3 separate regions of the Mus musculus genome follow, and regions 1 and 2 are each linked to region 3. Evidence: chromatin contacts called from public promoter capture Hi-C data. All regions are on one chromosome and are shown on one strand. The core of a region is the stretch at or near the end of the contact, and the rest is flanking DNA. Distances in the headings are between cores, read along the strand shown. Region 1 holds the start of 1700105P06Rik (RIKEN cDNA 1700105P06 gene). Region 2 holds the start of Tmem216 (transmembrane protein 216). Region 3 holds the start of Zbtb3 (zinc finger and BTB domain containing 3).

Region 1 (4,718 bases), core at 1,305-3,804, 1.4 Mb after region 3:
CAATGAGAAGTGAAATGGAACAGGACTGAGGCTCCTTAGCTTAGCTGGGGATTCCCTCCTCTGGGAGCTGCTGTGAGGTTCCTGGGCTTCCCTGTTCTTGGGCTTTTGAGTCCCAGGATGCCTTTCTATTTGAGCAAGAAGGCCAACAGAGGAGAGAAAAGGATATCAAGGAAAGGAAAGAGACCCTGAATAAAGTGGGAGGTTAGAAAGGGATGATGCTATCATTAGACTACTTCCTGCTGATTAGGGGTGTCAGGTTCCTTGGGGCAAGTTTGATCTTTGCCACCGGGATATCTAATTTCTCGTTTCTTCTTTGTGTGGGACTACTTAAACTGACCAAAAACCAACTGACAACTCCCCAACTATACACCACCTCCTCCACCACTATCACCACAAATTCCACCCTACCATTTATATACCCTCTCAGAAATCCTCAGAATTCCAAATGTCACATAAATGCAGAAACTATTTGCAGCTGACAAAATCACACCCCTGCTAGAGCATGAGGCAAACCATAGTCAGCTGCTGTGGACAAATCGAAGCAGCCCCATATCCCACACCTGGGATTAAAATTATATATATATATATATGAGAGAGATTCTCTGTGTAGTCCTGGCTGTCCTGGAACTCATTCTGTAGACCAGGCTGGCCTTGAACTCAGAAATCTGCCTGCCTCTGCCTCCCTAGTGCTGGGATCAAAGGCGTGGGCCACCACTGCCTGGAGTATTCTTATATTTTTGTGTTTTATTTTCCCAAAGAAACTAAAATTCCAAAATTGTCACTTACACTCGTGATGGCCAAAGAACTAGTCTATTAAGTATATGGTAGAGGGCTAGTGACAAACCAGTGTACAATCCCCAGAGCCCACACAAAGACGAGAACCAGCTCCCCGAAGCTGTTGCTCTAGCCTTCAGACAAGTACTCTGGTGCACAACCCATAAGAAAACAAATATATATAATTAAATAAGAATCTGGTGCAATACTAGGGCTACCCATCGCTTTGGAATCAAACAAGAAATAGGAACCACAGGGTGACCCAAGTGACAGGGTGACAGAAGGGCTGGAAGCCCAACAGGGAAGTGACACAAACCAAGGACTCACAAAGACACTGGAGACACAGCCTCACCTGCTCAGGAGGAGTTAGAACTCAGGAGGGACAGAGGGAGGGAAATAACAGGCTTTTCTTTTTCTTGCCTTTCAGGCCTTAGTCACAATCTCCCGGAAGCTTGAGTCCTGTAGCCAGCCCACTGCAAAAACAGAACAGACTACCTACCCAGAGGCATTGGGCAAAAAGCAAAGAACAGCCTTTAGGTAAGAACTATCCAGGCCTAGGAAATTGCTTGATTTGGAGTATCTTTTTAGTACTGGGTACATTTCAAAGTAATAGAAATTTCCTCAGTTCTTTCTATTGTGGCTGCTGTATGTGGTGTCAGCTCAGACCTTTAATCCTTGTGCCAGGGGAATGGAGGGAGGAGGAAAAGGTTTGGGGCAAGCAGGGTTACACAGATTCCAGGTCAGACTGACATGAAAGTGAGTCCTTATCTCAACAAAATAAAAGCTGGTTATGCAGTGGATGGGGGGGGGGTGGGTATGCCCAGGGCGCGCGCGCACACACAAACACACACACACACACACACACACACACACACACACACACACACAATATACGGTAAGTGAACTGTTTCTCTTCTGTCCCCTAGCCTCCTACATCATCCACAATTACTGTTTCTGGGCTGATAATTACTGTTGGTAGCACTTAAAATCAGAATTTTGAGTGCCAGACATTTTTGCCGTTTCTCAGCTGAAATCTAGCGTGTCTGGTGTGTGTATGTGTGTGGGGAGGGGATGTTATGCAGAAGTGTAAGTGCCCATTGTGACAGTCTTCACTCAGGCACGAATGCCAGGCAGCAGCGCCATAGCAACCGGATCCCGGTCTTGGAGGCTCTCAGGGGATTTGCTGTGTCCTGGGAAAAGGCCACACTCTCTGGACTCACGTTTTTTGTTTTGTTTTGTTTTTAACGTAAATTATATCCATCGGAAGCGGTTTACACACGCCCACACGCCACTCTTGTCCTCTTCATCTTCTAGAATCTTTGTTTAGGAGGATCCAAAGTGATTTTTCTTTCCCTAAAGCGTATGTGCTAGTAGAAAGGAACGAGGCCCAAAGAAATTAGAAGAGATGTCTCCACACTTCTGAGCCTATGTATCCTTCACACATCCCCACCGGTCTTTTCTCGTCTGTGTTGCCTCCCAGGCAGGCAGCTAGTCAGGGGAAAGCCAAGAAGTAAGATGCCGAGCAGCCCTTTCCTCCAGCCATTGGTGGGGATGCCCTACCGGGTCTCCAAGGCTGCCGGCGCCGCTCCCAGGAAAACTCCAGGCTTCGCCGCCGAGCAAACCGGCCAGAGACAAACGCGCTGCACAGGGTTCTGGCCCAGACCTGTGGCTGGGGCGGGGCTAGGGGGCGTGTCCTCACGTGATTGGCCAGCCTGGTCTGGAGGCGGGACTGCCGGACGGACGCTGACAATGAGCCTCCATAAAAGGGAGCGGCGGGGTTGGGGGCCCCGGATCGAACCCTCCCCGCCCGGGGTCGTGACGCGTTGAAGCCCGTGGCTGGCGGGGCGGCCGGGCGAGCGGCGGGTGAGCTAGGCGAGCCGCGGGCCCGGGGTGGTCCGGGGCAGGAGGCGGCCGCCACAGGCGGTGCGCCGAGGTCTGTGCGAACGTCCTCGGCTATCCGGTCGCCCTTCTTCGCCTCGCCATGGCCCTGAAAGCCAAGGGCGCCGCGGCTCTGGATTGCTTCGAGGTGACGCTCAAGTGTGAGGAAGGGGATGATGACGACGAGGCCGTGGTGGTGGCCGTGATCCCGCGGCCCGAGCCGATGCTCCGAGGTGAGGGGGGGGACACCTCACTTCCGCTTGGTGGTCCGGGACTAGATCTCCAGGTCCCGGTCCCCGGTTCCCGGTCCCCAGGCGCTTCCCTGGGCCGGCATCTGCAGCCCCAGAGGGCCCTTCCCTGTCCGGTCCGCGGCTACGGCGCCCTCGCTCCTCCCCCACCGGGTTTGGAATCCCAGGCCTCTCGGAGCCCCCCTTCCTCCGCCGCCCCTCCCCCGCTCAGGGTCTAGAGACTTCCATCCACACCGAAGGAGCGGTTCAGGTCTTCCGGTTCCCTGCGCCCCCTCGGGCCCAGAGTAGAGGCCGGATTCCCAGTACAGTGGTTTGTGCCCGGCTGTTGTCTCCCGGTTCCGGTCTGTTTCTTAGGCCGAGGGGCGACCAGGCCTCTAGGCCCCAGGCTAGTCCCCCGTAGTGATAACGGAGGTGAAGGCTGGCGCGGCTGGCGACCTCCAGAGAGGGGAAATAACCCAGTAAGTAGAAGCCTCCACCCGTCCTCAATCCTCTAGGCCTTCTGTTTCAGGAGCCACAGGTGTCAAGTCTAAAACCCGGCATTTGAATGGAATTGCTAGTAGCACCCCGTTTGAGAAAAGCGGGACTTGCTTGGGGGTGGGTAACAAGCCATGTCATCTACATGGAGATTAGTCACCAAAGGAGGTGTTTGAGGGACAATCTGGGAATACATTGCTCTCCCTTCCCGTCCTCCTTCCCCAGCCTCTCTGGTCCAAAGGAGAAAACAAAGAGCTACCTTTGTGGAAGATAATTAGTCATGAAAAATGCAAATATTTCCTTAGGGTGGAATACCTGTTTCCCTTAAGCATGACAGTACCCAGAATAGATTGAGAACCAAATTGGTCATTGTGTTTCTTTAACTCATTTTTGGAGATGGGAGGGAAGGTTAGGAAATTGGGGGGTGGGGCACATTCCTCTCACTGTTTGGTGCATCACACAGGTTATTTTTTACTTGTGCTGGTTTATAGAGTGCTTAACCAAGATGGCTTCATCACTGTGAGAGGGAAGTAGACATCTACAGAGGTTCATTCTTCAGCTTTAGTGGGCAGCTATATGCCAAGCATATAGCTTCAGGCAGAGCTGAGAATGGTAAACAGTAGGGACCAGGGTAAGTGAAACCCTGCTCTTAAGTGTGCATCCAGTGGTAGCCAGCAGGTAAATATCGAATAGTATGTTAGGTGGCAGTGAGTTCTCTTTGTTGTGTGTGTCTGTGCCTGTGTCTGTTTGTCAGTTGCGTCAAGTATGAAGAGATCTGGGCAACTCTTGGGAGTCAGTTCTCACAGCACTGTGGCATTGAATTTGGTTCATCAGGGTTGGCAGTAAGAGCTCTTACTAGCCCAGTCTTCTCCCTGCCCAGTAATCAGTTCGTTTAGAGACTACAGAATGGGGATAAAGAGAAATGAGAGGCTAGTTAGAATTTGTTTCTCTTGTTAGGAAAAGTATCTCTAGTAAGAATGAAAGAGAGCTTAGAAGACCAAGTGGAAAGATTTTAGAAGCCTCTTGGCTTAGCTCAAGGTTCTAAGAACATCTAGAGTATGAGAAAGTGGATGAGTTCAAAGTATTATTCTTTGGGCTCAGCACAGTGGTGCACATCTTTAATTCTGTCACTCAGGAGGCAGAGGCAGGCAGACTTGGGAGTTTCAGGTCATCCTAGTCTATATAGTTGCAGGCCAACCAGAGCTATAGTGAGATAGTTTTGGTTTGGTTTGGTTTGGTTTGGTTTGGTACAGAGACAGGGTTTCTCTGTATAGTCCTGGCTGTCCTGGAACTCACTCTGTAGACCAGGCTGGCCTCGAACTCAGAAATCTGCCTGCCTCTGCC
Region 2 (4,636 bases), core at 1,208-3,707, 1.8 Mb before region 3:
TGGTGGCTCACAACCATCTACAATGAAGTCTGGTGCCCTCTTCTGGCACAGTGACACATACGTAGGCAAAACAATGTACATAATAAATTAATAAATTGGGTGTTGGAGAAATGGCTCAGTGGGTAAGAGCACTGACTGCTCTTCGAAGGTCCTGAGTTCAAATCCCAGCAACATGGTGGCTCACAACCATCTGTAATGAGATCTGGCGCCCTCTTCTGGAGTGTCTGAAGACAGCTACAGTGTACTTACATATAATAAATAAATAAATCTTTAAAAAAATAAATCTTAAAAAAAAATAAAAAGAAAGAAAGAAAGAAAGAAAGAAAGAAAGAAAGAAAGAGAGAAAGAAAGAAGCCATGAATTTGAAAGAGCAAAGAGAGGGGTATATTGGATGGCTTGGAGGAGGAAAAGGAAGAAATGATGTCATTATATTATAATCTCAAAAAAAATGGGAAAAAATAAGTGGATCTTCTCACTTCAAATGATTTAATGAAGAAAAAAAAAATCCGAGGCCTTTTGAGTTTTAGTCAATTACAGATGTGATCGAGTTGAAAACCAAGAATAGCCATCATAATGTGTTAATTTAGCAAGATCAATGGAGTGGAATAAATTTGCCTTGGGTCCTAAAAGCCCTTGTACTTCTAGTCAATGGTGCATGGCCCTGAGAGGCCTTGATATTGAGTACTTAGGCAATTAAGTAGGTCAAATTACCACAGTGAAATTTTCTTCCTCTGTAGAGGTAGAGGGCTCAGTTTTGTTTTTCTTTTTCTTTTTTTTTTTTTTTAAGATTTATTTATTTATGTATGTGAGTACACTGTAGCTGTCTTCAGACACACCAGAAGAGGCCATCAGATCCTATCACAGATAGTTGTGAGCCACCATGTGGTTTCTGGGAATTGAACTCAGGACCTCAGGAAGAGCAGTCAGTGCTCTTAACCACTGAGCCGTCTCTCCAGCCTGGGGCTGAGTTTTATTTGTGGCTTACTAAAGAAAAGTGTGTAAGAGCACGGCTATAGATAAAGCCCAGTGGGGAGTGTTTGCTTAGCAGCCCCAAGCTTTGGGTTAGACCCCAGAGGGCAGGAGACCCAGCTGCATATTCTAAGGTTCCTGCAGGTTACTGACTTAGTCTGTGTCCACTTTTGGTACCTATGCTGTTGTGGCATCCTGACATGAAACAGCATCATTTTCTTAACCAACCAGGTGATATTAAGGCTATAGATTATATCATCTCTGTTGACAATGGGTAAACTTTTCACTGTAGCATGAGAACTATATGTGTATACAATATCAAAATGTTTAGGCAGAGTGATTTAAGACCCATAATTTACAAAAACAAGCAACTGGTCCACCCTCCTTTCCTCTGAGACTCAGAGCAGGGGTGTGTATGAAGGTAGTTCAGATGGGGTGCAGGGACCAGGGCTTTCTCCATCACCTCACCTTGCCGTGGTCCTTTAGTGGGAACTTAGAATTCCATTTAAGACCTGCCAGAACATTGTGACACCCACTTGAAACCCCTGTACTGGACGGGAAGCAGAGGCAGGAGAATTTGAGGCCTGCCTAGCCTACATAGGAGACCTGTCTAGCCAAACTAAACCAGACCTGAATAAGGCAGTGGAAGGCACAAGCAGAAGTGAAGGAGGAAGGAGAGCAGAGGTGGAGGTGGGGAGTGATGGAGGGAGGCTTCTACTTAAATTATTCTCCCGGAGTGAGGACCTGCTTTGAGAAGCAACAATTACTGCCTTTATCCACACTCCTACTAGGTAGGGAAATAGCACTTTCATTACAGGTTACTTACTCTCTCCCGTTATTTGTTGACTGACTGCCATACTCTAAGGGCTGACAGCTGGAGTCTTTTCAGAAATCTTACTCTTTCACCCCCTGCCTGCAACAACACGCTCTTGCTTCAAATTGCGGCCAGGGTTCGTTCATAGCGCAAGCTTGTTGGAAACATTTCTCAATTTCCAACTGGCCAGACGCTGTCTCCTTTCAACACCCTTGCACTCTTTGGGTCGCAGGAGAATCTCATTATAGCACCGCTGTTTTCCCTTGTACTCCTAGAAAGGACATTCTATCTTCAACGGTTTTGGTGTTTACATAGGCTCCAGGTAAGCCTTTTGCACGACAGTGGCATGGGGTGTTTTTAAAAAAAACACATGCAGTAGAAAAGAGAATGGTGGGCGCAGGGCCGATCCTCCAACTACTCGGCCACACCGGGCCACTAACGACCTACGCCATGACGCCGGGGATGGAGAGAGTTCAGCTGGAGAAGTGTTCTGGTCTCTCTGCCGTCGTTTAAAACCCCATCCTCCCCCTAGACCACTGTAGGTGGTTGACGGCTGGCGCTGTTCTGTGCATGGGCGCGGCCGGTGGGGTAACCATAGAGTAGCACCGGCAGGCAGAGCGGCCAGAAGACCGGGCGGCTCGGTGCCGCGCTTCCGGCAGCGCCGCATTGCTCCGGGCGCTGCAGTGTACGCAGTTTCCATGGGGACTGAACATGGCGCCGCGAGGTGAGACTCTGGAGGTGTGTGTCTCTGCCCCTTATCCCACGGGTACCTGCCAGCCCCCTCCACCTCTCTGTCTCCAGAGCTCGACCTAATCCTCCATTTCTAAAAGTCGGGGTCTTACTCTTCACTTGTCTAAATCGGGCTTGGGTTGTTCTGATCACCCCGAGTGCCTGCATGGGTACTCGAATACCGTACTCTTAAAAATCCCCGGCTGGCCCTATTCTGGGATGGCTCAGTTATGAATCCTCCCGCCTTGGACAGAATTAGTTTCTGTGCCTCAATTTCCCCCTCAGAAGTGACAGGGTTGAATATTTGAGGTGCCTCTCAGCTGTGATTATAGCTGAATTGTCAGAGAAGTAGATGTCAAAGTGATTCCTGAGAAAGGAGATTGAAGGCAGTTCCTGCCACACCAACACTCACGTCATTAGCAATCAGAAGTTTCTCCCTCATTCACAATAATCTTGTGATTTCTCCGGATTACAAAGAACCTTCACACAGAACAGAGTAGAGCTCTAGCTGCCCTGCCCATTCTTTGTTTTGCTTTCTTTCAGATAAAAGATTGTCCTCAACCCCCCTGGAAGTCCTGTTCTTTCTGAATGGGTGGTACTATGCTACCTATTTCCTGCTGGAGCTCCTTATTTTCCTGTACAAAGGTAAGCCTGGGCCTATCTGCCTCTGCCCCAGCAACCCTTTTCCACTTTAGCATACTCCAAGAACCTTCTATCTTCTGGTCCTAGCGGCATCTCCATTGCAAGGCAGAAGTCTCTCCAACTAATGGCTTTAGAATGATCAAATAGGATGTCTTTCAGCAAGACTTGAGTTTGAGAAATGTGGGTTTCTCCATCCCAACTCTTTCCCCATCTCTCTTTACTAAAATATTCAGATCTGTGTACCATTATAATTCAGTCATTTGGCAGAGTCAGGACTTGGAAACTTAAAGCCTGTAGCTGTAACAATCTATACCTTGCTGATTTGTGAGATGTTAAGACTGGTTGGTATCCTTGTCCCGGGTTTGTGGCCGTCCATCCTTGTGGGGCCGTGGGGCTGACCGTTAGCTAGGTGGTGTGTGCATACTCTGGCTTTCCCTCCTGTAGGGCTCCTGTTGCCGTACCCAACAGCCAACTTAGTCCTGGATGTGGTGATGCTGCTGCTCTATCTTGGCATTGAAGTCATACGATTGTTTTTCGGTGAGTGTTGTTCAGAAAATATTTCCATTGCTTATGAGACATGCTGGAGCCTGTAACTTGATTAACAAGACAAAGAACCTAGGCTCACTATCAGAGTGGATCTGGTAATGTATATACCATTGCTTCTTCCCTGAGGCTTCAAGCTGCCGCTTCATATTCTAGGTCAAGGTTTACCTGTGTGTTTGTGAGTGAGGCTAGAAGCGGGCAGTAGCACTGATCTTAGACCAGTCCTCCCAGCTGCCTGAGTGCCACAAGAGTGCCTGCGTCTTCTCCTTGCTCTGAGAGAGGAAAGCAGTACATTCCTAAAGAGCTCAAGATCCCCTCCGCTTCTCTAAACAAGGATTTCTCTAGAAGTTCCTAGACACCAGAGAACAGAGCAAAACTGCTGATTACTTAGAATATATCATCCTAGTGCGAAAATACAAACCTAAGGGAGAGAATGGTAAGGGATACTAACAGTCAATTCACAAAAGTCATTATAGAGGACCAAAAACCTTGCTAAGGTGAGCATGGTGGCACATGCCTTTAATCCCAGTACCCTCTGGCAGAGACAAGGGGATGGCTATGCATTCAATTAGACATAATGAATTCCAGTGCAGACAGGGATGCGTAGTTAAATAGATCTTAAATAGATCCTAGCTAAAAAAATAAAACAAAACACCAAAACAATAACAACACTTGCCAATGTGCTCAAACCTAGTAAAGAAAAGCAAGAAAAATAAGGTAAAAAAATTTTTTTTTATATATTGGCATTAGTCAGAAAGATTTATACAGTACAGTATCCATATTTGGCTTGTGATATACATATTTTTTAATTAAAAGTCATTATTTTATGCCGATGGATATTTTGCCTGTATGTATGCCTGTATACTACATGTATGTCTGGTGCCCACAGAGGTCAGAAGAAGGTCTTAGGCTAGAGATGGCTCAGAGGTCTAAAAGGAC
Region 3 (4,407 bases), core at 1,390-3,889:
TTCTCCATAACCAGCTCTATGACCCTGAACGAATGAATGAGTCCCAAGTCTCAAGTCTCGGGAAAGGGAGGTGGGCCTAATACCCCCATGAAGTTGTCAAAAGATTAATCGTGAAGTGCCCAATCCAGCCCAGAACACAAGTTCAACTACAGCAATCCATGTCTAAGATTCCCTCTTTGTACTTTAAGTCTATGCCACCCTCTCCCTGTCTCACTTTTTGCCTCATGAGCAATTAGACTCACATGCTTACCCAATACAGGTGTCAGATAAAAGAACTAGAGGGCAGACATGAAGTCATGTAGACATGTGGAAGAAACCAGCCAACACCAGTTCAAAGGGATAATTTCAGTGCTAGTTTTATGTTCCAGAATGTGGAATGAGCAGTTACACCTCAGGAAAATTCTCAGTGCCCTTGGAGAACTGGCTGACTTGCTCTGCCCTATAACATCCTGTTTATCTGGCTGGGCAAAGAAAAGGGTAGACAGCTTCGGGTTGGGAAGAACCTTCATTCTGCCACCCTGGAGTGATGAGGTGCTTCCAGCCTTCTCTGTAGCCATCTAGCAATGGTAAGAGCAGGCCTGGCATCAGTTCATGCTCCCCAGATGTTAATTTTTAGGACCAAGTGCAAATTCTTTGGGTGGACCTCCACCACCACTGCTATGTCTCTCTGTCGTTTGGGAGCCAGAGAGGGGCTGCACCCCTAGAATGGTGCTAGCCTCTGGATCTGGTTTGCTGCGTTTGGCCAGGTCCTCATTGTGAGCCTTGCGGATGTGGCGGTAGAGGTCCCCTGACTGTGTGTAGCTTCGTAGGCAATAGCGGCACTCATAGGGCCGCTCACGTGTGTGCACTGTGGCATGTCGCCTTAGTGTATAAGAACATGAGAAGGTCTTTCCACAAGTCTTGCAGGTGGGAACATCCTCTGTAAAATTTCCAAAGCTCCCTTGGGCTGCTTCATACTCAGGAGGAGGGTAGAGTGGTTCATGCAGGGCTGCTGGTGCAGGCAGGGGTGAGGTTACCAGCCCTCGATGATACTGCCCTGGACCTGGCAGCAGATGGTATGGTAGATGAGATTCCGGAGGCAGGAAGTGGTCACTTGGCCCCACCTCCTCTAGTCCTGTTGCCCCTGGCTCCTCAAAAGCCTCTGCCTGTGAGGGCTGTCCCCCATACACTGCTCCTCCAGGTGGGAACAGCCCTTCAGATCTGTGGGGCTGTTCCTCTGACAAGTCAGCCTCCTCATCAGAGATCACAATAGCTTCTACTTTTACCTGGACCAGTTCAGCTTCAACTGGGGCTGGAGCCTGGGATAGAACTGGGGCTGGCGCTGGGGGTGGGGCTGGAGCTGGGGGATAGAAGCCTTGCAATGGTCCTCCAGTATCCCTTGGTTCCACCACCCTCAGACTCTCAGGAACCACATCAAGAGGAGTCAAGGGCTCCACCGAAACTCCTGGAAGGCCAGAAGAGAAGTAGTTTACAGGAATGGTCTCTGTAGAGCTACTTGGGCTGGCAAGAGAGACGGAGACATCAGCCACTGGTGGAGGAGGTGCCCGAAGATGTGATGAGTCAACTTCCATGCTTGGTTGTGTAGTGTCTGCCCCCCCAGATACTGGTGGCTCATCTGCAGGATGAGCAATGGGTAAGGGAGTGGCTGGACCCTTCCATTCCTCTTTGTTCCAGCGGGCTGACGGTTCAACAGATGCCAGTAAAGGCTGTGGGCCTCGAGAACTGCCTGACAAAAACTCCAGACTAGCAGGATTGGTTTCCTCTTCCTTCTTGGTACTGTCTGCCTCTGCCAGAGCTCGGGCCTGCAATCGTTGCTTACAAACCTTAACAATGTCATTCATGTGCAAGTAGCTGGCAGCTGCCAGCACATCTTCTAGAGGAGTATCTCCCCTAAGGGCCAGCTGGCCAGCATACATAAAGTCCAAAAGCAACCCAAAGGCTGGGGCCGTGACAATCTCATTGTGAATACACACCAGGTCCCTCTTGTCCAATTCCCGCTCCTTGTAGAAAAGCTGAAAGAATGGGCTGCAGGAGGCCAGCACAGCCCGATGGGCCAAGAACTGGGTACTACCAACCATCACAGTGCAGTCACAAAGGAAACCCTGGGACCGTTGCTCCCGCAGGCTCTGAAGCAGCTGCTGACTGTGTTCTGGGAACTCCATAGCACCCCAAGGAGGGAAGGGTGCCCAAGAGAGTTCCCTACCACTGACTCCCTGGGAAGAAAGGACAGTAAATTAGGTAACTTCCATAGCAACCTCCACATCAGCCCTTAAATAGAGCTGACCACCCAAGGCCTCTGGCAACATGCTGTCCCCCACCCCCAACCATGTTTCAGTTAACTGCCCTTCTTTTTCCACTATCCCACCCAAAGACCTGTTGGCTCCGCCCCCTGAGCCTAACCTTAGGAATCGTCCCCGCCCCTATTCGAAAAAAAGCCCTGCCCCCGGAAGTCCCGCCCCCTAAGCAGCCTGTGCTTCCTCGATTCTCAGCCGGTGCCTTACAATGAGTCCTCCAACTAGGACTGTCTTTTGCGCCCAAGCTTTCCCGGGTGATGCCTTCACGCCCCAGACCCGGAACTTCCTGCGCTTTTCCCTCTCGAACTCCAAGGCTAAGGACTCCCAACGTAGGAACTAGCAGAGAAAGCTGAGCCCTCACCCACGACCTAGCAGCTACTAGGAGAGCTCCGCCTCTTCCCACCTCCGCTATCTTAATTGGCTCAAGCTTGCCCTCTCTTGTTGTGGATTGGCTCACTGTGAGCTACCCCGCCCCTCGATAACCGGCTTCTCCAAATGGGCAATCCCTGCCATTGCTCAGGCGTCGAGGCTCACAATTGGTTGTTGCTCCTGTCCTAAACTTTTCTTCCTCATCCCGCCTTCCCTCAGAGACCTCAGGATTGGCTGAACTTATTCATCTGTTTCCCATAGGGAAATTACCCGCCTGGGTGGGGCGAGGTTGGCAGTAACGCAGTGTATTCGGGAGTATACAGCCTGTTTCTGCTGCGGACTACCTAGAAGGAGAACTATAACAAAATGGTGTGATAACCTGTAGGCCCACGTCTAGACCAAGCTCTGCCGAAACAGTGGGCAGTAAGCCACACCTCCCAAAAGTGCAGTTCACTCTTGCAGATCTGGTCCTCGAAAATTACAGGATGCGCCACTAGTTCAGGCTCAGTAGTGGTGTTAGTAACTACCTCTAACTCTATGAAGATGATGGACTGTTCTCTAGGCAAGCCCTAGTAAGGACAGAAATGGGACAGAGTCTAAGGATATCTGTGTTGTTAAAATCTTTTCCCTGAGGGGGGCTGCGATCGGAATGTAAAGTCAATAAGTAGAGAAAACAAAACAAAACAAAAAACTCTTCTGTAAGGTCCCAATGATAAACCAAGGTACTATGCCACTAGTACCTTGGGCCCCTGAGAACTTATTGGCCTTTCTTACAGAGCCTAGGTGAGGGGTTACTTACAGGAGTGTGGGTGAGCCACTTCAGAAGTCCCTGGCTAAAGGGTTTACCCAGCATAATGTTCCTGTAGCCATATAGATGGAGCTCCCTCCCTAAGTCATTCTCCACCTATAGAATTCTGGGTATATATATATATATATATATATATATATATATATATATATATATATATATATATATATATATATATATATATGTATATCAATCAGGTAATATATGTAATATATATATTACACACACACCCAGCCCTGGAGATCCTGGGGTCATGTGCAATTAGGGAACTGGTTGAGGGAAGTGACTGGATACTCAAGTGAGGGTCTCATGACCCTCCACAGCCCCTCATCCTATAAGGGAAAGTCAACAGTCAGCAAGCACAGCTGAGGTGGTCTTCTGCCTGCAGACCCAGCTAAAGTTCTGAGGAGGATGGTAGTTTGCCTCCAAAGATAGTCCTGTTTGGTCCCATAATACACATGTGGTTGTGCATGTCCACAATATGTTCAGGAGGTAGAAGACAGAGCATCGGAACTTCAAGGCCAGCCGGAACAACAAACTTTCAGCACAGCCTGGACAGCATAAAACCCAAGTGTAGGTGATGTGCTCTTTTAATCCCAACACTTGGGAAATAGAGGCAGGCAGATCTCTGAGAGTTTAAAGTCAACCTGGTCAATATAGTGAGTTCTAGGCCACCAGAGCTGCACCATGAGTCCCTGGAAATAGTTCCACGAATGGAGTTTTGTTTATTTTTTCAATTGAGCTACTTCTTGTTTGCTTGAGAGGATTTCCACATGTAGCACAGGTTGTCTTGGAACTTAGAGTGCTCCTGCCAATGTCTCACCAGCAGGAGCTATAGGCAGGTCAATGGTGACCAGTATTGAAGAAACATTTCCCCCACCCTGTACCTTCTCCTTTTTTTTTTTCCTTTAAAATGACAAGCCCTCACTTAACACA

The links. Promoter capture Hi-C pulls out the DNA fragments that hold promoters and counts their contacts.
Region 1: a promoter capture Hi-C map of second pharyngeal arch cranial neural crest shows a contact between it and region 3. A contact is called at or near these places in 4 of 39 promoter capture datasets (embryonic stem cells, hippocampal neurons, liver and 1 more).
Region 2: a promoter capture Hi-C map of cranial neural crest shows a contact between it and region 3. A contact is called at or near these places in 1 of 39 promoter capture datasets (cranial neural crest) and 1 of 130 datasets of targeted methods (astrocytes).

What each region holds. Positions count from the first base shown.
Region 1 is chr19:7,380,839-7,385,556 of GRCm38.p6, reverse strand. 1700105P06Rik (RIKEN cDNA 1700105P06 gene) reads right to left here and starts at 2,554. Exons shown (of 1, transcript NR_045703.1): 1 at 1,996-2,554. It overlaps Spindoc (spindlin interactor and repressor of chromatin binding), which reads left to right and starts at 2,531. Exons shown (of 6, transcript NM_001033139.3): 1 at 2,531-2,885. The coding sequence starts at 2,756.
Region 2 is chr19:10,553,584-10,558,219 of GRCm38.p6, reverse strand. It overlaps Tmem216 (transmembrane protein 216), which reads left to right and starts at 2,457. Exons shown (of 5, transcript NM_001277860.1): 1 at 2,457-2,507; 2 at 3,056-3,157; 3 at 3,599-3,691. The coding sequence starts at 2,495.
Region 3 is chr19:8,800,780-8,805,186 of GRCm38.p6, reverse strand. It overlaps Zbtb3 (zinc finger and BTB domain containing 3), which reads right to left and starts at 2,639. Exons shown (of 2, transcript NM_001098237.2): 1 at 2,502-2,639; 2 at 341-2,213. The coding sequence starts at 2,162. The coding sequence ends at 606.